Regions from separate parts of the Mus musculus genome. Here region 2 is linked to region 1. A link is a contact called in public Hi-C data. All regions are on one chromosome and are shown on one strand. The core of a region is the stretch at or near the end of the contact, and the rest is flanking DNA. Distances in the headings are between cores, read along the strand shown.

The links. Hi-C and Micro-C count contacts between places; a contact is called where the count stands out from the background.
Region 2: a contact with region 1 is called in a Hi-C map of uterus, with 2.7 times the contacts expected there. The contact joins two enhancer-like sites. A contact is called at or near these places in 5 of 484 Hi-C or Micro-C datasets (the N1E-115 cell line, Th1 cells and uterus) and 2 of 115 datasets of contacts at active chromatin or transcription factors (embryonic fibroblasts and memory CD8 T cells).

Annotation. Positions count from the first base shown.
Region 1 is chr3:103,416,347-103,423,046 of GRCm38.p6, reverse strand. No RefSeq gene overlaps it. Among named protein-coding and RNA genes, the nearest start is that of Gm25869, 7.7 kb to the left of the region's middle. Within about 2 kb of position 3,141, at least 78 of the 459 cell types and tissues checked have an H3K27ac peak or open chromatin away from gene starts, as enhancers often do. A contact at or near this core is called in uterus, where this site is marked.
Region 2 is chr3:103,645,467-103,651,772 of GRCm38.p6, reverse strand. It overlaps a transcript of Syt6 not described here and the pseudogene Atg4a-ps. Among named protein-coding and RNA genes, the nearest start is that of Syt6, 73 kb to the right of the region's middle. Within about 2 kb of position 3,127, at least 19 of the 459 cell types and tissues checked have an H3K27ac peak or open chromatin away from gene starts, as enhancers often do. A contact at or near this core is called in uterus, where this site is marked.

The DNA.
Region 1 (6,700 bases), core at 1,892-4,391:
AGGACTGAGAACACAGAGGGAAGCCAGCAGATGGTCAAGTCCATAAAACGCTGGAAGCGAACAGCAGGACGGGCAGGGAGTCAGGGAGAAGCAGGCAGGCTTCTACTGCTGGTCTCCAGGAAGGCGCTGGAAATCCTGTGAAGGCAGAGAAGCACATGTTGCACAGAGAAAAGCACGAAAGACGCCAACAGGCCATCCTTTTTCCCGATGTACCCCACCAAGCAGATGTCTGAGTCATTGAGTCGGTCTCCAAACTTGGGGACACCAGCTGCAACTGAGGATGGCCATGGGCCTCCGCTACTGACAACAGGCGTTAAAGTCGGTTGTGGTGGCTCATACCTGCAATCCCAGCACTTGGAAGGCTGAGGCAGAAGAGAGCTTATGGTAAAGTTGCAATTCTCAACCTTCCTAACACTGCGACCCTTTAACACACCTCCTTATGTCATGGTGACCCCCCAGCCATAAAATTATTTTTAACAATTAATAAATTGTTTACTGTTATGAATCATAATGTAAATATTTGGTGTGCAGAATATCTGAGATGCAACCCCAAAGGGGTCGCAACCCACATAGGAACCCCACTATCTTAAAAGAGACTAAGGTTGTGGTTTACCAATGAAGCACTTGCCTAGTGTGCCAAAGTTCTGGGTTCAATCCCTAGCTTAGCAAATAAGTAATAATCAATAAATAAAATCTGAGGGTCAAGACAAAAATAAGTTGAGGTCCACAATCATGAAATGTCAGCACACTGAGAGTCTTGGGGACAGCTCAGAGGTTAAGAACACTGGCTACTCTTGCAGGGAACCTGGGCTCAGTTCCCAGCACCCATATGGAACCTCACTTGGTACACATGAACTCACACAATACACACACATACACATGAAAACAGTTTGTATGAAAGAACTTGGGTGCATCGATCTCTATTTAAACACTGTTCTGTGCGTTTCTGAGGGAGGGGTTTTAGGCGAGATTCAAATGTAAACCTGTGAACTTCAAATCACACAGACTGCCCCTCTTGGTGCTGGGTCTCGCCCAATCAGTTGAGAAGCTAACTAGCAAAGAAAGACTTCCTGCGCAGTGGGTCTCTGCTGCTTTGGTGGGAAAGGACTCCGTTTAAAATGTACGCTGTGCTTTAAATCAGAAGGCTTTGTTTAAATTCTCATCTCTGGAACACTTACTTGCTGTGACTCTGGACAAATCCCCCCGATGCTCAGTCTCCCTATGTGTAACGTGGTGGGGCTCTCAGGAGGCCAAATAAGCCAATACATGTAGGATGTAAGTGGTCTGTCCTGAACAAAGAGAGCATCTTTAAGACCAAAACGCTCAGCTTGCATCGGCTTCCCCTGGTGGGGGCTCCGGTGTCACATTGATTTCGTCAGGATTATTGTTACAATAAAATACTCTGGCAGGAAAACTCATTCTTTTGGAAAAGAGTATGTGCCCTTTTAATATTTCATTCATGGTGTGCTTTTATAAGACAAATACAAGTCGAGGGTATAATTAAAACTCCTTCCAGCGAGGCGGCTGCGGTCCAGGGAGGAGGTCAGCACCTCCATTCTTCCGAGGTCCACGGTTGGCTGCTTGCCTGCCCTGCGGGCTCTATGATTTCCTGTCCCCCACGTGCTGGGCACAAATCAAATCATTTCCAATGACCCAATGTGAGTCTCTGCCACTCAAAGCTGAATGAAGAGACCAAACAGCATCAAGATGGGTCTCCAAAGAACCAGGGTTCCCAGGGGTTGCGTTTCTTGGAAAATATGAGGTTAGAAGGGCAATTGAATCCAGAGGGTGGTGTGGAAAATGGGGAAGCCGTCTGTGGGCCCTGAAGATGGTTCCTTCTTTATAAACAGAGATCTTGATTGTGTGAAAGCCACGCAAGGGCTTTTCAGCGAGATCTGTAAGCTCGGATGTGAGTGGGCATCTCTCCAGGGAGCGGTCTGCGTCCTGGAAATGGGGTGTTGCCTTAAATAGCGGGCAGACTTTCCTTTGGGTCAGCTAAGATCTGAGTGCTTGGAGCGGTTTCCAGTCCTACTGGATTCACAGTGTCCCCTGAAGCCCAGGGTAGAAATGTCAATCTTACTTCATTTCTGTTTCCCTAGACACCCTACTTTACACATGCACGCTAGCGGGGACACACACAGAGACACACAGTGCTGGCTCCTTCTCCCATCAATACAATGTATTCATAATTTCCCTCGTGCCTGCAAGCATTTGCATATCCTGCTGGCCCTGTCTGGAGTCTGCTTTCATCCACTGTTAACTGCAGGGGTTGGAGGGCTCACCACCATTCATCCTGAGTCCCAGCTTCCCCTGTTCAGAGAATCCTCCTTGACCTGACCTCAACTTCCACTGCCTCCATTCTCCTCGCTGATTCAGCTCCCACATTCTGTCTTCACAGCACCCAGCTTTGAGCACATTGTTTGCTTTTCCATCTTTTTCATTAAGAATCGAACTGCATGAGCCAACATATTTTTATCTTCTCTCTCTCTCTCTCTCTCTCTCTCTCTCTCTCTCTCTCACTCTCCCCCCAAAAACAATGGGAGCCATATGTTATCCCTTACTGTAGCTATTCAGAACCCCTGAGACTTCCCTACATGCAATATCTCCACACCCCCTTACTCTGCTGCCCTGAACTGAATACAGTACCTGGTACATAGGATGTAGTCAATTAAAGAGTCTGGAGTGTCAGTAAAGGATACATTGTTTCCTAAACAGTTCAAACCCTGCCTGGTTGTGTTTCTTTGCCATACCCTCAAACATATCCTGAGTGAGACATGACTTTAATGGCAGCTTGTTAACTCCTGAAGTCATCTGTGGTATGTTGAAGAGACAGGAAGGGCTAGATGGATTACAGACAAACCTCTCCAGCCCTCTGCTGGCAGCTGAGAAAGCAAGAATGCATGCAGGAACATGAGCAGGTCAAATCAGACAAGACAGATTCCTGCATGATTCTATGCCTTGATGCAGCTGGACAAAACAGCAGGTTTCCATCTTTGCTGCCCTGGATCTGTATTTATTGCCTGCTTCCCAGTCATGTTTCTCTATTGTCAAAAAAAGAGATTTGCCGGAGGCTGGCTCCCTTCCCATTAAGGTCACCAGAGAGCCACTGAATGCTGGGAAACAGTGGGCTCAGCACAATGTCAGGGAAGAGTTACTGAAAAGGAGCTCTGCGCTAGCGGGTCTGGCAGAGATCACACACAGAGAGGTCAGGGAGAAGTCACCACACAAAGGCAGGCAGACCAGACCCAGGAGACCTCCTCCTCCAGAGTTCTAGCAACTGACAAAGTCCTGTGACAGACCTCCCTAACTACAGCAGGACTCCCAGCCATTTTGATGACTCCCAGAAAATCACTTGAAAAAAATCCAACAAGAAATTCTTTCTATGATTAGGAAGAGATGGGGCGATCTGCAACCTGGAGGGCAACTTAAAGCCTCCAGAGCTGATCGCTCTCTCTCCAGAGCACAGCAGCCGCCTTAGAGACTCCATTTTCAAGAGGACTCTTGGGTCCTTCCTCTGGAAACATCCTTCTGTTTGTCAAAGGGCTCTTGTGTTACAGACACGCGGCTTCTCTGGTTAGGTCAGGAAGAAGGGAGACATCCAGGCAAGGAACTTAAACGTAAAGGGTCAGAAGAAACCTTTCTCACTTTGCTAAGGTGCCCAGAAGCCAGGCTCATGATTCCATTGTTCTGTCCTTCCTGTCTTGAACACAGTTAGGGCTCCCAGGTGCTAGAGAAGGTAGGGCCAATTCAGTCTTTTACATTTTGAGAACAGCAGGACAATAGAACTCAGTAAGTCCTCCTACCACACTCCAGAGAAGAGATGATGGACCAGTCATTGACTACTAATAACTGATGGCTTTCCTTTTCCAGGGACTGAATAGGGAGTCTGTGCAAGTCACTGCTTGGGTCTCCTCTTCTTCCTCACATCATAAAGTGGCACTCAGTAGTTCCCCAGGTCACTTCCAACCCACTGACTTCTGAGTGTTGGCTCTCTACAGAGACAATTTTTTTCCAACAATTTCCTTCCAATTTTTAATAAAAATCAATGACTTCATTGGTCTTAGAAATGCTACATGTAAGATATGTAAGCAAGCCAGGTGTGGTAGCGCACGCCTTTAGTCCCAGCACTTGGAAGGCAGAGGCAAGCCTGGTCTACAGAGTGAGTTCCAGGACAGCCAGGGCTATGCAGAAAAACCCTGTCTCAAAAAATCAACAAAACAAAACAAAACAAAACAAAACAAAACAAAACAAGATATGTAAGCAAAATCGAAAAGTATTAAAAGTAACTTTTAAAAATTTCATCCTGAGTCAGAGACATAACTAAATAGTAAAGGCACCCCCACCAAGCCAGATAACCCGGAGTCCCATCTCCATGACCCACAGTGATGGAAGGAGATAATGGCCTCTAAATACTGCCCTCTGACCTACACACACACACACACACACACACACACACACACACACACACACACACACACTTTGGTACCCATTTAAAAAAAAACAAATAGGTAAGTATTTTCAAAACTGTAATGTAAAAAATTAAATTAAAATTCATCCTATATTATATCTAGAAATACAATTAATATTTGTTAAACACCATCCTAGACACCTCTATGGATGTGTTATGACAAAAAAGGTAGGTAGATGGATGGAACTCATTTTACAGATATAGACTATGTGCTATTTTTGGTAAATAATAAACTGGGCAGTGGTGGTACACGCCTTTAATCTCAGTGCCTGGGAAGCAGAGGCAGCCTGAGTTCAAGGCCAGCCTGGTCTACAGAGTGAGTTTCATGACAGCCAGAGCTTCACAGAGAAACCCGGTCTTGGGGGAAAAAAAATCAAGTGTAATGCTATTCTCAAGTTTAGTTTGAAAAAGAAATGAAAGTAAAACTAAGAATTGTTCTACAACAAGAACTATGCAGGGACAGAAGTAGCAGCAGAATGTTCATAAGTTTTTGATCATTTCTCCAGCTGAAGGGTGGGTCTATTTCTCTACATCCATGAGTCTGGGCTGGGCCTGTGGTTTCTTTGGCCACTAGAATACAGTAGAAATGATGTTATTCCCATCCTGGGCCTCGCCTTTAAGAAAACTGGCAGCTCCCACTATGTTTCTTTTAGAACCCAGCCACTATGCTCTGAGGAAGCTCACGCAGCCACACAGTAGGTCCGCAGGAGGACAGGAGAGACTCCTGGCTAGCAGCCCCACCCAAATGCCCAGTCAGCAGCCTGCACCGGCTTCATGGGCCACCCCAGTAAGTGTACAAGGGTCAAACATGCCTGCTCTGAGTCTGGCCCAAACTGCCAAATTATGATCATATAGATGATTTTAGGGCACTAAGTTTTTACCTAGTTTGTTATGTAGGGCTGGGTAACTAAAACAGCAGAAAAGGAAAAGGATGGGCAGCTGCAGAGACCGCTCAGTGGTGAAGTGCACGTGCTGCTATTTCAGAAGACCCGCGTTCAGAACACCCACTTCAGGCAGCTCACGACCACTGTTAACCCAGCTCCAGGGGATCTGATGCCTTCTTATGGCATCCTCAGGAACTGCACACATGTGTGCATAGCACACAGCTATTATAATGAATAATAAAACAAATATTGTTTAAAAGATAAAAGGATTTAAAGACAACAATATAGTATAGTGGTTATCTAGGAGATAAAAATTCAATCCTCACCCAGGGTGAAAAAGTTAAAGAAACAGTGTCTTCATTGACTTCAGAATTTCTGATGTGTCGTCATATTTACAAGTTCATAAGTGTTTCTATATTAATATTATGTCTGAAACCAAATCCTAGAGTGAGTCTTTGCACCATATTTCAATGGTAAGATGGTTTGTTTTATGCTTTTATCCTACACGAGTTTTCTTCACCTATAATGTTGACACAATTCCCCATCTCCATCCTTAATGTGCTTCTTCTCCTTAGAGACAACTGACTCTCACATTGGATCCTTATATCAACTATTATTTCCCAGATTGCTTTGATCTCTGTGTTGCTGTTGTACTTGTTGTTGGGGTTTTTATGCTAATGTGAGCTGGCACACAGGCCTGAATGATGTTGACTGATCTGTTGAGAAAGTCATTTCCCCCATGTTCCCTTTTGGTTCTGTTTAAGTGGAAAAAAAGTTTCAGTTCTGTGCACATTCCTGTCAACAGTTGTTTCAGGTTCTCTCTACAGAGGCCTCCTCTGCCTCTGCCTCTGCCTCTGCCTCTGCCTCTGCCTCTGCCTCTGCCTCTGCCTCTGCCTCTGCCTCTGCCTCTGCCTCTGCCTCTGCCTCTGCCTCTGCCTCTGCCTCTGCCTCTGCCTCTGCCTCTGCCTCTGCCTCTGCCTCTGCCTCTGCCTCTGCCTCGGTACACCACCATATCCAGCTAATCCTTGTTGAACTTTAAAAAAAAAAAATCATTCTTGTTCTTAGGCATCCAGGCAGCCATGGAAGGATTCTGAACTGCTATCTTGTTTGTTCTAACCATGCCTGGCTAGGAGCCAATTAAATTAAAATGCAAGGACAGCCAACACCAAGGGTCAGAAGAAAGTAGGCAGGACGAGAGCAGGGGCACATGGATTGAATTCATCCTTTCCTCCAAGCGACAAGATAGACAAATATTTGAAGGGCTGCCAAGCCTGAGCCCAGAGCTTCTGTTTGAGTTCTATAAATCTCAAATCTGATCTTATCTCAAGCAGTAGAAGCTGAGTCCATT
Region 2 (6,306 bases), core at 1,878-4,377, 230 kb before region 1:
TGTAACATCCCACTCTCTATTCACGCGCCGCTGACCTTGGCTGGAGTTCTTGACAGGTAGGTGGGGATTTGTTTGTGTGGGTTGAACGTGTGGTACAAGCAACTGTGTTTGTGCAGCCATGCACCCACATGCATGAGCACAATGCTGGCAATTAGTTCAGAGGCATGAACCAGGTTGGTTTTTTATTACTTGGCATTTGAGGTTTCCTATCGCCTAGTATTGCTCAGGTCTCTTTGGGGATGCTCTGATAAATAAGGCAGAGCCTGCCTCATGGTAGTGAAAGTATAACAAAGTAAAAACAAAATTCTAGGCCTTTAGGCCCAGGCTTGGGAATGTGACCTCTGTGACTTAATGCTCGAAGGTATGCTAATCATAAAACAGATAGCGACATTCCTCCACCCACCGGCTTCCTGGGTTCAAAGAGTGTTCATTCAAAGAAAGTCACCCTGACCATTGCCAGAACCCGCTATGCAAATGTGCTATTGTTAGGGGCTCTTAGAAACTGTCTTGAGAGATAACCTGCACAATTACCAGGTATTCCTTTCGACTCTTGTGACTTTGCACTTCCCTGGGAATCTTAACTGGTATCTTTGGTATTTTCCAACAACGCCCTACCCACTTCCTTGAGTTGTGGTTTCTCCCTTTAAATACCCCCTTATCCAGCTACTCCGGGCGCCACGGTCCTCTACCTCTGCGTGGTGTATGACCGTGGGCCCGAGAGCGCTCTTGAATAAATATCCTCTTGCAGTTTTCAGCAAGTCCGTTTCTTGTGGGTGATTTGAGGTGTCGCCTCTCCTGAGTCAGAACGTGGGGGAGTCATCACGTTGTGGGTCTTTCATTAGCTATAGCTTGTTGTTGCCATAGATAACGGGAGCTCCTTATCATTCTTAGTCTAGTGTCAGTTGGGAGGATGTGTGTTCTATGTTCTCCGCCTTACCCCTTTCCTGCACTACCTACTGCAGACATGTTAGAGGGGACTTTGCCTTGAACTTTTTTCAACTTGACACCCTCTGTTTATTTTTGCACCCCTAATTACCCTTTCAACTTTCCCTGGCCTATTTTTAGAGGTTCCCCATCCACCTCATTAACAGCTTGCAAAAGCTCCTGTCTCATATTTCTACCATTTATACCCTTCATTAAACACAGTGGCCTTTGTTATCTCAGAACAGGCGTCTTGTTAGGACTTAGATGGGATGACTGGAAGCTACTGCCTAACTGATTTTCAGGCATGCCTTTCCATTCCTCTGAGCCTTTTGTTTGCCTGGAAGTCTGGAGCCTGTCTCCCCAGGGTTCTCTCTGTTCTCTTTTAGTTGTTCTTTTTAGTAATCAAGGGCTGAACAAGCTCAGCTTCTGGCTGCTCTGTTTTTGTCTTGTTGATTTGGGGGTAGGGGGTTGCAGGCAGTCTTCTTCTCTCTGTTCCCACCGGGGTTTATAAGAAAAGAGGTTGGCTGGGCTCTTCCCCCCATCCCAAGCCTTGGCAGCCAATGTGTGAACTGAATGGTGATACTTAATTAAATGCACACCAGGACCCAGGTCTCTGAGCTAACACCTGCTGATCCCTCCACCTCATCAGGAGAATCCTGTCTAATTACCCTTTTCTACTGGCCCAGTTTATAGTCAAGTCCTCTTGGTAGGACTGGCCAGAATAGTGAACGCATCCTTCATCAGAGACACCATATCCCAGGTACCACCCTGAGGGAGGAGGGAGGCTGTATGAACCAGAAGCTGTAACCGTATAGTGACGCTCAGTGGCCAGAGCCAGGCTTTCTGGGAAGGGTTAGTCTGCGAGGGAACCTGTAGTCTGACCAGAGCAGGGAAACATGGTTAGTGATCTGTCCTTTCTGCAGGGGCCCCATCTCTTTTGTGAGATTTCTGGTATCCCTGGCGAGAGATGAACCTGCCATCTGTGCAACTGGCTCAGGACTGATGGGTGTGGAGAGAAGGAGCCCCGGCTTGTGGAGGCAGTATGGAGTGGTTAGGATTCAACTCTTCTAAGTTGGAATCTTAGCTTCTTCCATGGCTTAGAAAGTTCCTTCCTTCCCTCGTTTCCTCATTTATGTGATAGGATGATACTGAAGAAAACATCTCACCGGTGATAGCAGAAGTGACTGTAGTAATGTATGGAATGGGCCGGGTAAGGCTCCTGGCACATCATAGTCACTCAGCAGATGGCAGCTGGTATGATTGGTGTTATTAGTAGATAGTAGCCACCCTAGCTCTAAGTGACTTCTGGAGACCGGAAGAGCAGCTCCAACACTCAGAGAATTGAAAGTGACCCCCTCGCTCTGCTTTTTGTACATCTTGCTCTGAGCTCTGCGCCCTGCGTGTAGGGCAGGACACTTTGGGCTTATGATGCTGCTAATATGACCTGCAGGAGAAGTTATCTGCTCAGGCTTCCCTAGTTCTCTTTAGTGAACAAACATTTGTTAAGCACCCATTCCATGGCAGGCACTTATGCTCGGCAGCATGGAGACTTCAGCCCTTCCACAGCTCTCTGATGGGAGAGGCCCTAATTAGATAATACTCTATAAAGAAGACATAAACATGAAACTCAGAGAGGAACACAAAGGAGCTATTAATTTTGATCTGAAAAATACAGACTTCTGGGAAGGCATGGGAGGGATGTTTGAGCAAGAACATTCTCTTTGCTCATTTTCCCATTGCTATACCAAATATTTAAAACTTAATAATTTATTATGATAGTAAGTTTATTCAGCTCATGATTCTGGGGCTGAATGTCTTAAGACTGGGAAGCTGTGGCTGGTGAGGAGCTTTTGGGGGGGTCATGAGCCCACAGCTTTGAGAATGAGTTCACCCTGTGAGAAAGACAGTCCCTCCTCATGACTCAATCTCTCAAAGGACCCACTTAACCACATGGCCACAATGGACGTGAAACTTCACTAAGCAGGACTATCAGAGAGGACAGACCATGTTCAACCATAGCAAATAAGAAAGATGGGTTCTGATGGGCAAAGGCAAGATGGAAGAGCATTCTAGAATGAGGAAACTCCTGGAGAGCTGGAAGTGCGTGGGTGTTTGGCAAATGCAGTCTGAACGGATAGAGGAAGCAAGTACATGAGGCTCAAGGGAACTGTGTGTTCAGGCCACAGGCAAAGCCTAAGAAAGATAGCACTGGGCGTTTCTCCCTGAGAGCTCACCAATTAGGACTGTGTGAACACAGATGGACAGAGTCCTGACAGGAAAACCCTCTCAACTTTTTCCCATAGATCTGACAGGTTAATTTCAAACATTTAACACAGCAGTTCTCAACCCATGGGTCATGAAGTAACAGTGAGAATAATTTTTATGGTTTGGAGGTCACCACAACACAACACAAGGAGGAGCTGTATTGAAGGGTCTCAGCATTAGGAAGGCTGAGAGGGCTAAGCTGGGAATATTGAGAGTAGGCAGCAGACCAGCAGAGATCTGCAGATCCCTTAATAAATCCCCAAACTGCCCAAGGCCAAAATGAAGAGGCCTAAACTAAGGCATGTTGAGGTATCCAGATGATGAGGACAAGTCTGGAACATTCTCCATCGGGATGGTTAGAATTTGATGAGTAACTGGGCTGAGGGGAGGAGTCAGAGGTGCCCGGCCTGGAGTGGAGAATAGTAATGGTGCCACACCAAGAGAGGAGACACAAAGAGATTGGTAGTCCATTAGGGTGGGTACTCTGTGTAAGCTTTCGGCAGAATCTGCGCGACATTCTCTAGGAGAAAGCTGGGAACTCAAGAAAGAGGTTGCTGCTTTGGGGCAACTCAAAATATCTTCTCATATGCTGAGAGGTGGAGGCTCAGCTAAACTCCCATTTCCAGACTCCATGGCTAAAACCAGTGTCTGCCCGGGCCCTTGCTACCCAGGCCCTTGCTTTGGCTTTAACCTTCTGTACCTGTCAGACCCTCGTTGTCTAGCATCTGCTTCATAAAATCCGCGAGGATCTGTCCCTTGGAGCCTGTGCACTGCTTATTGGCTGTGGGAAGGTGAGGATTGATTGGAGGAGATGGGAAAATTTGGAGAACATCCAAAGAGCTGCTAGGCCAGGGCAGCTCGCCCTAACTTCCTCGTGTTCCTGTTTGTCTCCAGCCAGGGTTATAAACAGATGTTCTCTATCATGGCCAACTGTCTGAATCTGGAGACAGAAGTAGGGATGTGGTCGTGGGAAGCAGATGGCTCACCCTGCCATCATGGAGGCCTAGGTGCAGAGCGGCAGATGAGAGCAGGAAGTGACCTTCAGGGAGCGGGCCAGAGCTTCTAGAGTGGGTGTCTTGGCTATCAAAGTCTTCTTTTGTTCATGCTGTGACAAGGACAGACAGACAGATGCCAGGTGGGAGAAGTAATCACAGCCTAAGATTAGGGTAGACTCCCTCTCCTGTGACTACCCTGCTGGGAGGAGTTCAGAGCCTATCACTATGGGAACCAGCGCTGGGTAATAGCCTTGTAGGGTAACGGTCTTGTGGGAGCCAGGGCTGGCTAACGGCCTTCTCAAGAATGACCGACCATTCATACCCAAGTCCACTTTCTAATTCTGAGACCAGATGTTCCTGGATACATGGACCTGGAATTCACCCTGCACCTGAACCAGCAGCCAGGAGCTGAGCTGAGGACTGCTAGGCTCCAACATAGAACTATTGCATTGCAATCTCTGTGGGCAGTGAGTTCCTTTCCACCAAGCTTTCTGGTGGTTAGGTACACATACGTCTAGCACTGCTGCCAGAACAGTTTCTGTTAAGGTTAGTACTTGGCCCTCTGTCCCGATTTGGTGGCAGCTTCTTGTCTTTAGCAGACTCTTCCATGACCCAGGTATGTCGAGCAGCAGCAGAAAGGAGCCAGGTCCTGACTGGATCCCTGGTAGAGGACAGGTTTGGGGAGAAAGAGATGGAGAGGATGTGTGGATTCAGTGTGAACTTCAGCTGTGGACAGAGGAATGGTCCCCTCTGGGCTTCCCAGAGAGGCTGGAATTAGGCTCCAAACTCTGAGTGGGGTTGGGTTTCTTGGGTAGTGAAAAGTAAGCTCAATTATAGAGGGGTCACAGGCTTGAGAAACAAACACAGAGACCTGTGACATGCTTTGAATGGAAGTTGAATGGATGTCAGTTTCACAGACGGCAAAGTCCTTGCTAATTTTTAAAGCTCTCTGCAAACATTATCCTGCTCTCTTCCTGTGGGTAAAAGGGAGTCAGAAAAGTTTCTTGGTTAATGGAGGGGTGTATGCTAAAGTCTTATTGTGGCTGAGCTACCAGGTAAGAGAAGAGAGGGCTTGGGTGTATAGTCATTATCCAGGGACCAAATATGACTAGTTTGCTCAGTGATGTTTAAAAAAATTTTTTTTGTCTCTGTAACTACTTCCAAGGGTGTTTTGTTCCCGATTCTAAGAAGGGGCAAAGTGTTCACACTTTGGTCTTTGTTCTTCTTGAGTTTCATTTGTTTTGCAAATTGTATCTTGTATCTTGGGTATTCTAAGTTTCTGGGCTAATATCCACTTATCAGTGAGTACATATCATGTGAGTTCTTTTGTGATTGGGTTACCTCACTCAGGATGATGCCCTCCAGGTCCATCCATTTGCCTAGGAATTTCATAAATTCATTCTTTTTAATAGCTGAGTCGTACTCCATTGTGTAAATGTACCACATTTTCTGTACCCATTCCTCTGTTGAGGGGCATCTGGGTTCTTTCCAGCTTCTGGCTATTATAAATAAGGCTGCTGGTAGTCAAGTTGCCGGTGGAATTGGCCCAGGATGACAGCTGGAGAATGGAGTCAGTTATGTCCAAGTATGAAAACCAGATTCTTATTTTCCCTGACTACCTGGAAGAATTCCCGGATACAGATGAGCTGGTATGGATTCTGGGGAAGCAGCACCCCTTTAAGACAGAAAAATCTAAGCTGTTGTCTGATATAAGTGCTCGCCTATGGTTTACATACAGAAGGAAATTTTCCCCGATTGGGGGAACAGGCCCTTCATCTGATGCTGGATGGGGATGTATGCTGCGTTGTGGGCAGATGATGCTGGCTCAAGCCCTCATCTGCAGACACTTGGGAAGGGATTGGAACTGGGAGAGACAAAAAGAACAACCCAAAGAATACCAAAGGATACTGCAGTGTTTCCTAGATAGAAAAGACTGTTGCTATTCAATCCATCAGATGGCACAAATGGGTGTAGGAGAAGGGAAATCAATTGGCGAATGGTTTGGACCAAACACAGTTGCACAGGTGATAAAAAAACTCACTTTATTTGATGAATGGAATTCCTTGGCTGTTTATGTTTCCATGGATAACACAGTGGTCATTGAAGATATCAAGAAAATGTG